3 separate regions of the Mus musculus genome follow, and all the other regions are linked to region 3. Evidence: chromatin contacts called from public HiChIP or PLAC-seq and promoter capture Hi-C data. All regions are on one chromosome and are shown on one strand. Each heading gives the region's core, a stretch centred on a gene start, on an enhancer-like site or on the middle of the called end of the contact. The rest is flanking DNA. Distances are from core to core; before and after follow the strand shown. Region 1 holds the start of Phldb1 (pleckstrin homology like domain, family B, member 1). Region 2 holds the start of Ccdc84 (coiled-coil domain containing 84). Region 3 holds the start of Bace1 (beta-site APP cleaving enzyme 1).

Region 1 (2,700 bases), core at 64-2,563, 1.1 Mb after region 3:
ATGCCCCCTACTAATGCTAGTTCTGTCAATGAGTGACCAAATTCCTGCAGTTCAGTCTCCTGCCATTCCTGAGAGAGAGAGAGAGAGAGAGAGAGAGAGAGAGAGAGAGAGAACACAGAACAAAAGCCACTGGAACAGAACTGGGTTTGTCCATTCCAAAGAGGACTTTCATTTTAAATTTTCTCCAACCCATCCCATCTGGACCTTAAGCCAGACTTGGGGGCTTCCTGCTTGTTCCTTCACTGAGGAAAAGCCTCTGCCAATCCTTTAGTGCAGGTTAAAGAGGCCCAGTCTAGTCTGAGTTCAGCTCCCATGAGGCCTCCCAGCCGTCTCCTGGGGCAAGAGCAGGCTTTGCAAGGTGCGGCTACACTGTCAGCTTGGATTTCGGGGTGCGGGTTGGACTGCTGAATGACTTCGCCAGGCTGGGCTTATAGACTGCCCCCCTCCCTCTTTTCTTCCTCAAACTCCCACTCTTCAGCCAACCTGGTGTCTTTCTACCCTGCCTCCAGCTCCAGCTGCAACCCAACAATTCTTTAGTGGAGGTGAATGGACAGAGGCAAAAAGGCCGGCTCCATTCAGCTTTCCTGGGTCCTGTGGTTTGCACCACACTTTTTTGTTTGTTTTTGTTTTTTGAGACAGGGTTTCTCTTGTGTAGCCCTGGCTGTCCTTGAACTCATTCTGAGACCAGTCTGGTCTCGAACTCACAGAGATCCACCTGCCTCTGCCTCCCGAGTGCTGGGAAAAAGACCACCATCATTTGGCTTACAGCACACTTTCAACGGACCTTGCCTTCACGTTCATTTCTGAAGCATGGTGTGCAATTATTAAATCGACAACTCTCTATGGTGGGGCTTGGAACAGCAAAGGGTAGGGGCTGACCTGGGTGCCCTCAGTTGATGTTCTGAAAGGAAATTGAGCATCTGTGGTAGGGCTGCGCTAGGACTCATGGGGAGTCAGGGGACGATTCAGGCATCTTGGGTAGGCGGAGGTAAATAAAGAAGTGCTTCGAGGCCCAGAGTGGAGGGTGGTCTAGGAGGGTCGGAAGGGGAGGGTGAGAGGAGAGTTTGCACGGTGGTGGCCCTGGTGGTGGTGGTGGAAAGCCCAGCTGTACAGATGAACAAAGCGGGCGCTGTGCAAGCGGGGGAGGTGCTGCTGTGGGAAAAGCTGGGTGGGGGCCTTGGGCTCCAGCACCACAAGGGCGTCTTCTCTAGCTGGCCAGGCGGACAGGACGGGATGGGGGCGGGGACTCAGGGAAGCGGGGCGGGACAGTCTCCCTCTCCTCCTACTCAGCTGGCTCCAGGGGAAAAGCAACAGAGTCTTCGCCAGCCTGAGGCCGCCGCGGCCCACTTGGGCAAAGGGGCCGGTGTCCCCCCAACTCCCCACAAGGTAAGCGTGCCCCTCCCACTATGCCTCGGGGTTCCATTCGCCGTCTGGCTGAGTCTACAGAAGGGAAAGTCCCCGGGACCAGACGAGACCAGTCTGGCCCAGCGAACTGGGTAGAAAGGTGCGGAAAAAGGGGGCCATGCCAGGTGAGTGCGTTGGCGGAAGGGGCTTTGTGGGCCGCCCTCGGCGAACTGCTTGCTCTTGCCCTCCTGAGTCGTTGCCAGCGCCACCGCCAGAGGGGGCCCTGGTATTAAGTGGAGGAATTCCCCCCCCCCAAGTCTTGCGGGATCTAGATCCTCCTGTGGGCACCCCGATGGCCAGTATCCCACACTTGCAGTCTCGGGTTGGGTACGCGCGCGGGACCTTGTCTACAGCATCGCACATGGTTCCTCTCCACATCAGCAGGACCACAGGAAGGGGGATCCCCTAGGCGTCTCCGCTCTTGTCCTCGTTCCAGCTGCCTGGATGGACTCAAAAAGATGTGGAGTTCAACTCTGAGGCGTGGGAGGGAGTCAGGGAGGGATCCTGGGGTTTCCATGTCTAGGGTCTCCTGGGCACTTTTCCAGGACCCCCGTTATCTATGAGGGTCCCCGGCGACCTGGGATGACTGAGCCGTTGGCTCCCGCTCCGCCTCCGCGGTCTGGATCCAAAAACAGCGCGGAGTTCCCCAGCCGAGGTCGAGCGCCGTCATCGGACTCCCCCGGGATGGGGAAGCGAGGGTAGGCGGCTGGGTGGGGTCGTGGGGCGCGGGGTTGCCCTGGCGCCGCGGACGCTTCCGCCCAGGCCAGCGCAGCGGGGATTTGGCTCGCGACTGCGCGGCCCGGCGGGGGACCCAGTGAGCCGGGGTGGGGCTGCATTCTGGGCCCGTTAGCTCAGCGGTCCCGGAGGCTCCCGGAGACTGACTCATCGCACTTCGGGCTCACTCCACAGCGGTCACACAAACAGAACTGGCCACTAACACGGGCGTCCGCACAGCTCCCACGCACAGCATCCCACGCCTCACCTCCGCGCACCCGCAAGACACGTCACACCGACAGTCCAGTGTCACCCCACGGGTGCACACGTGAATCCTCACATGGGCCTCGACTTCACACACTTAGTCCGCTTCACACCACGCACTCCACGCGCTGGGAAGGGTCGCCCGGGAAGACTGCTCCACTCACGCAACCTCCCCGCACGCACGCACCTCCCTCCACATGCCAGCCCCCTTCCTGCAGCTGCGAGGCCGCCCCCTTTCCCTGCTGTGCAAACAAGCGACTTTTTCTCTCTCTGCCCTGCTGAAGAAAGGCCGCTTGTCCCCGGGGCCGGACGGGCGGG
Region 2 (2,700 bases), core at 39-2,538, 1.4 Mb after region 3:
CGTCTCTACCCAGGCAAAAAGCAGCAAGGAACCACATACGAGGCAAGCATAATATAGAATGGGATTGGCGGGGCACTTTCCAGGGTAGTTTTTGATTGGTGGGATTTTATGGTCTGATCTTGGGCAAACTCCTGGATTGGTGGAATTTTGTGACCTGCTCTAGGAGCAAGCTCAGTGATTGGTGGAATTCTGTGGCATGTTTTTAGGGTAAACTCAGTGATTGGTGGAATTCTATAGTCTGATTTTTTTGGGACAAACTCAGGGATTGGTAGGATTTTGAAGCCTAATACAGGATTTTTTTTTCCTTCCTGCCGGGTGGGGCTTGACTACCTGTATATGCAGGCGCTGGAAACCTGGCCACTCAAGGAACTTAATTGTAAAGATGCTGGGTTTTGTTTCACACAAGCCAAGTTCAGGTGGGAAATGAGCATTTGGTAGAGGAGACTGGCAGGAAAATACTATCAAGTAAGCTTAATTGCAGAGACCTTGGGAGCAGACTGCTTTGAGCAACTTTGGAACAAATGGGGAAAAACATATTGGGTCTGACCTGGGCGGCGTATGACATTATTCTTGTAATGGCGATAGAGCATGATTCACTGTAACCATTCAAGTTTTCAGAATTAGATTTCCCAGCCAATGCTCGGAGAAATGACTTACAGAGAATATTCTTGTGCAGAACACCTTTGAAAATTAAGAATATCACAGTCTGCCGGGCAGTGGTGGCACACGCCTTTAACCCCAGCACTTGGGAGGCAGAGCCAGGCGGATTTCTGATTTCGAGGCCAGACTGGTCTACAAAGTGAGCTCCAGGACCCTTCCTCGAAAAACCAAAAAAAAAAAAAGAATATCACAGTGACTTAGACCCCTGCAGGTCTCAGGGAAGCTGGAGGGGCTGCTTAATACACCTCTCTAGCTTTCCTCAGAGGTCCTCATTTCTTCAGGAGTAGATTTTTTTTTTCCCATGTGTAAAATGCCAATAATCTCACACCACAAAGCATCGACGTGAGGATTCGGTGAGGTCATTAGCACAAAGCACGGGGTCACAGTGTGCGCCCTGAAATTACCAGTTCTGCGTTGTTACGCTAAACTGGGTCTTTGTCAACGCCTGAAAGTGTGCGATCTGAGGTCCTAACTGGCGTGCATTCTTTCTCGTTCTTTCACAAGCTGCCGGGTTTTCTGCGGGTGCGTGGGAGGTGGGGGCCCGGAGTGAATATTCCGCGCAGCCGCAGAACGGATTGCAATAGCGCCTACTGCCTCTAGGGGAACCGGGAGCTCCTAGGTCGCCCCGCCCCGTCCGGCCCGGAAGGGTCAGGGGTCAGTGGGTGGTGACGAGCCGCCGCTGTGTGGGTGTTCCCGGGTCCTGGGTCTATGGCGCCACCGCAGCGATGTCCTCTGTGTCGGCAAACTTTCTTCTGTGGTCGCGGTCACGTCTACAGCCACAAGCACCAGCGGCAGTTGAAGGGGGCTCTGGAGCGGCTTCTACCGCAGGTGCGGACCCGGGGCTGGGGAGGCCAGGAATGTGGGCTGGTTTCAGGGTCCTAGCTGGCTTCTGTCCTGCAGGTGGAGGCCGCCCGCCGGGCCGTCCGCGCCGCCCAGGTGGAGCGCTATGTCCCCGAGCACGATCGGTGCTGTTGGTGCCCGTGCTGTGGCTGCGAAGTGCGAAAACACCTGAGCCATGGCAACCTGACAGTGCTACACGGGGGTCTGCTGGAACATCTGGCCAGGTGACAACTGGAAAACACCCACCTCCCCCGTACAGACAGAGAGTTGTACACACGTGTGGCATGGGAAGTTGAAATTGGGGAGAAGGAAGGTCGACTTTGTGACTTAGTTGGGTTATGGACTGAACTACCTGGCCAACCGTGGAGTTTAGTGGATCTTAGCCCTTCCACGGTCCCAGTGGTGTGGGTGATCTTTCTAGAAAAGCCAGGTTGCTCTCCTCTCACCACCACCACACACTTTATTGGAAGAAAGGAGTCCCAAGATAGAGGTCTTGAAGAGGTTGGTATAAACAATCCTCTTCTCTCTGCCAAGCCCACAGAAGCAACCCAATGGCCAATCTGCATTACTTACCTAGTGCTCTGACATTCGGTACAGTTTTACTCTCTTAATGACTAGCTACGATTACTCTTTCTCTCCATTCTCAGCCCAGAGCACAAGAAAGCCACCAACAAATTCTGGTGGGAGAACAAGGCCAATGCCCAGATGAAAGAGAAGTTTCTGATCTCCCCCCAGGATTATGCACGGTGAGTTACGTGTTCGTGAGTTATCCAGGTCTTTGTCAGGCACAAGAGCTTCTTTTTTTTTTTTTTAAAGTGGTTTTTTTTATGCCATTCTTTTTTTTTTTTTTTTTTTTTTTTAGATTTATTTATTTATTTATTTATTATATGTAAGTACACTGTAGCTGTCTTCAGACACTCCAGAAGAGGGAGTCAGATCTCGTTACGGATGGTTGTGAGCCAACATGTGGTTGCTGGGATTTGAACTCCGGACCTTCGGAAGAGCAGTCGGGTGAGCCATCTCACCAGCCCCACGAGAGCTTCTTTAAATTGGGGAGTTCTGAGGGAGTGTGATGGTCCACATATGTAACCCCAGGACTAGGGAAGCAAAGAATGGATCCTTGAGCAGCCAAAGCCAGTTGAGGCTACAGACAGAACCTTATCTCAAAACAAGAACTAATTGGGGAAACTCAACTCCAGT
Region 3 (2,700 bases), core at 48-2,547:
AAAGGAGGAAGGGACTAGGGGAAGCCAGAGTCTATTGGGACTTGGAGGCTACATGGATGTTACTAAGACTCTCACTTTGTTGGCTTATGGCAGCCCAGACTTAGAGTAAGGGGCTGATTGATCCAACTGGTGCCAGGATTTTGGGTTCTCAAGAAGATGAAGGTGGGGATCTTAGATACCCCCCCCCCCCCCGCAACACTAGAGTAGGGGAGAGTGTGGAGATGGAATATGAGAGACTCCGGCCACTGACACCTGTTACAGTGTCCCCGTGCCTGGCCCTTCCCCAGGGTCAGCCACCACTGAAGTGCTTTCTTGGGCGTGGGGGGATGGGGCAGTGGGAGTGAGAGGTGAGTAGTCAGTCCTGGGGCTTGGATGCCAGTGAGAGGGGGCGGGAAATGGAAAGGCTACTCCCAACCGGATCCTGGAGGAATAGGAGCGGGCGGTCATTCTGCACCCACTAAACAAACCATTTTATCAGGGCAGGCTGCTTCATCTCTACCCTATCACCCCTCTACCATGCATGAAGGAGGGTTGCTAGATCTGACCACCTTACCGTCTGTGGGGGGCTGCCTACGGTCATCTCCACATAGTAGCCCTGGCCGGACTTTCCCCTCAGGTTGTCCACCATCTCCACAAAGCTGCCTCTCCGGCCAGGCTCCTCCGATTCCTCGTCGGTCTCCCGGGGCAGCCTCAGGCCCAGGGGTGGCCCTGCCAGGCCGCTGCGAAGGGGCAGCCGGATGCCGAGATGGGTTCCCTGGGCAGGCAGCATTCCCGAGCCCACCCATAGCAGGAGCCAGTGCAGCGCTGGGGCCATAGTGAGCCCGGGCCTTGTGGTCCGGTTGGTGACTGTCCCTCTTGCCTGCCCCTAAGTCTGGGTGGTGGTGGCTTCTCTCAGGAGAGCGGCCTCGGCGGCATCAGGACTGCAGAGTCTGCAGGCCCCTCGCTCAGTTCCCGGTCCAGGCGGCGGAGAGTGGGCAGGAGAAATCCGTAGCGCACGAGAGGAGACGACGATGGCGATCCAGGGGACCCAGCTACATCTGGACGCCGGCCGCCAGCGGGGGGATCGGGCCCCTTGTGGGGCTGGGAGGGGCGGGCATGGCTATCCGAGCCCGTAGCTTTCGGGGTCTTCCAGGCGGGCTTTGCAGCTTGGGGACCGACAGGGACTCCGGGCTCCTACGGCTGCGTCGGCTGCTCAGGCCACCATAATCCAGCTCCCAGCTCCCAGCACCTAGGCAGGCTGGGGAGGCGGAAAGGCTTGTGGCGGTGGCTGTCAAAGCCAAAGGGTTTTTGCTTTTCCCTGGGATCTCTGGGAAGTGTAGTCTTCCCATGGCAGACAGCCCAGCTTCCGGAGCTGAAAGGGGTCTGGGATGCCCTCTGCCGAGATGGAGTTCACTCTGCAAGACCCTAGCGGGAAAGCATTTCCTTAGCTCTAGCAGAGCAAGAAGGAACCAATATCATACACTTCTCATCTGCTAGTCCTTCTTTCATTATTTATTTATTTATTTATTTATTTATTTATTTATTTATTTAGGGTACAGGGTCCTGCAAACATACAGTGTAGTCTAGGCTAGCTTCAACTTTGATGCAATTCTCCTGCCTCACTTTCCTGAATCAGCATTGGTTAACACCCCCCCACACCCCCGTGCGCACCCTGTCATGCATGCCAGCCACTTTACCCCTGCACAGGAGTAGAAAAAGAAGCACAGATCCCAAAAAGAGATTAACCGGGGAGAACTGTGATTCTTGCCACAGTGTGATGTTAAGAATTTTGGGGTAAGCTGGAAACCTGCCTCAAAAAACCAATAAATAGAGCTGGGCGTGGTGGCGCACGCCTTTAATCCCAGCACTTAGGAGGTAGAGGCAGGCGGATTTCTGAGTTCCAGGCCAGCCTGGTCTACAGAGTGAGTTCCAGGACAGCCAGGGCTACACAGAGAAGCCCTGTCTCGAAAACCAAAAAAAAAAAAAAAAAAAAAAAAAAAAAGAAAAAAAAGAATAAAATAAAAATCAATAAATAAAATAAAATAAAACAAAATTTGGGGGTATACCCCGGATGTTGAGGCACCTGCCTTTAATCTCAGCAGGAGAATTTCTGTAAATTCAAGGGCAGTTTGTTCTACATAGGTAGTTCTAGGACAGCCAGGACTGCATAGAGAAACTCTGCCTCAAAAAAGAAACAAAAAATGGGCAATCTAGAAGAGGTGACCTTAAAATTGGAAGTGTTTTCAGGAGCAGAGGCTGGAGGAGCAAGGTGAAAGGGACGAGAGTATTCCAGTCAACAAACCAGTCACTGGGATCCGACAGGGAGACCTGCCGCCTCTTCTGTTCAGAGCATTTAACCTGCCCCAGCTATGAGGTGGCCACCTCTTCTATGCCTGAATCCCTTTGTCTTTCTTTTGTTTGTTTGTTTTGGAGACAGGGTTTCTCTGTATAGCCCTGGCTGTCCTGGAACTCACTCTGTAGACCAGGCTGGCCTCGAACTCAGAAATCCGCCTGCCTCTACCTCCCAAGTGCTGGGATTAAAGGCGTGTGCCACCACCCCCCGGCCCGTTTGTGTCTTTGATGGTTTCCTGTCACGAATCCTCATGACCCATCTGATTACTTCCCATCAGTCAGAGTGAGGATCAGTTGCTCTCAAATTGGTATATCACTGGGAGACATTCCAGCATACTCATTGAGATGAAGAGCTTTGGGGCCCTGATA

What was found. Promoter capture Hi-C pulls out the DNA fragments that hold promoters and counts their contacts. HiChIP or PLAC-seq counts read pairs in DNA pulled down with a chosen protein or histone mark.
Region 1: an H3K4me3 HiChIP or PLAC-seq map of embryonic forebrain shows a contact between it and region 3, with 5 times the contacts expected there. The contact joins the promoter of Phldb1 here to the promoter of Bace1 in region 3. A contact is called at or near these places in 1 of 39 promoter capture datasets (hippocampal neurons) and 1 of 115 datasets of contacts at active chromatin or transcription factors (embryonic forebrain).
Region 2: a promoter capture Hi-C map of pre-B cells shows a contact between it and region 3, with 2.4 times the contacts expected there. The contact joins the promoter of Ccdc84 here to the promoter of Bace1 in region 3. A contact is called at or near these places in 3 of 39 promoter capture datasets (hippocampal neurons, liver and pre-B cells) and 2 of 115 datasets of contacts at active chromatin or transcription factors (astrocytes and large pre-B cells).

The regions. Positions count from the first base shown.
Region 1 is chr9:44,733,811-44,736,510 of GRCm38.p6, reverse strand. Phldb1 (pleckstrin homology like domain, family B, member 1) reads left to right here and starts at 1,313. Exons shown (of 22, transcript NM_153537.4): 1 at 1,313-1,386.
Region 2 is chr9:44,416,657-44,419,356 of GRCm38.p6, reverse strand. Ccdc84 (coiled-coil domain containing 84) reads left to right here and starts at 1,288. Exons shown (of 11, transcript NM_201372.4): 1 at 1,288-1,488; 2 at 1,561-1,724; 3 at 2,148-2,246. The coding sequence starts at 1,369.
Region 3 is chr9:45,837,142-45,839,841 of GRCm38.p6, reverse strand. It overlaps Bace1 (beta-site APP cleaving enzyme 1), which reads right to left and starts at 1,297. Exons shown (of 9, transcript NM_011792.6): 1 at 554-1,297. The coding sequence starts at 814.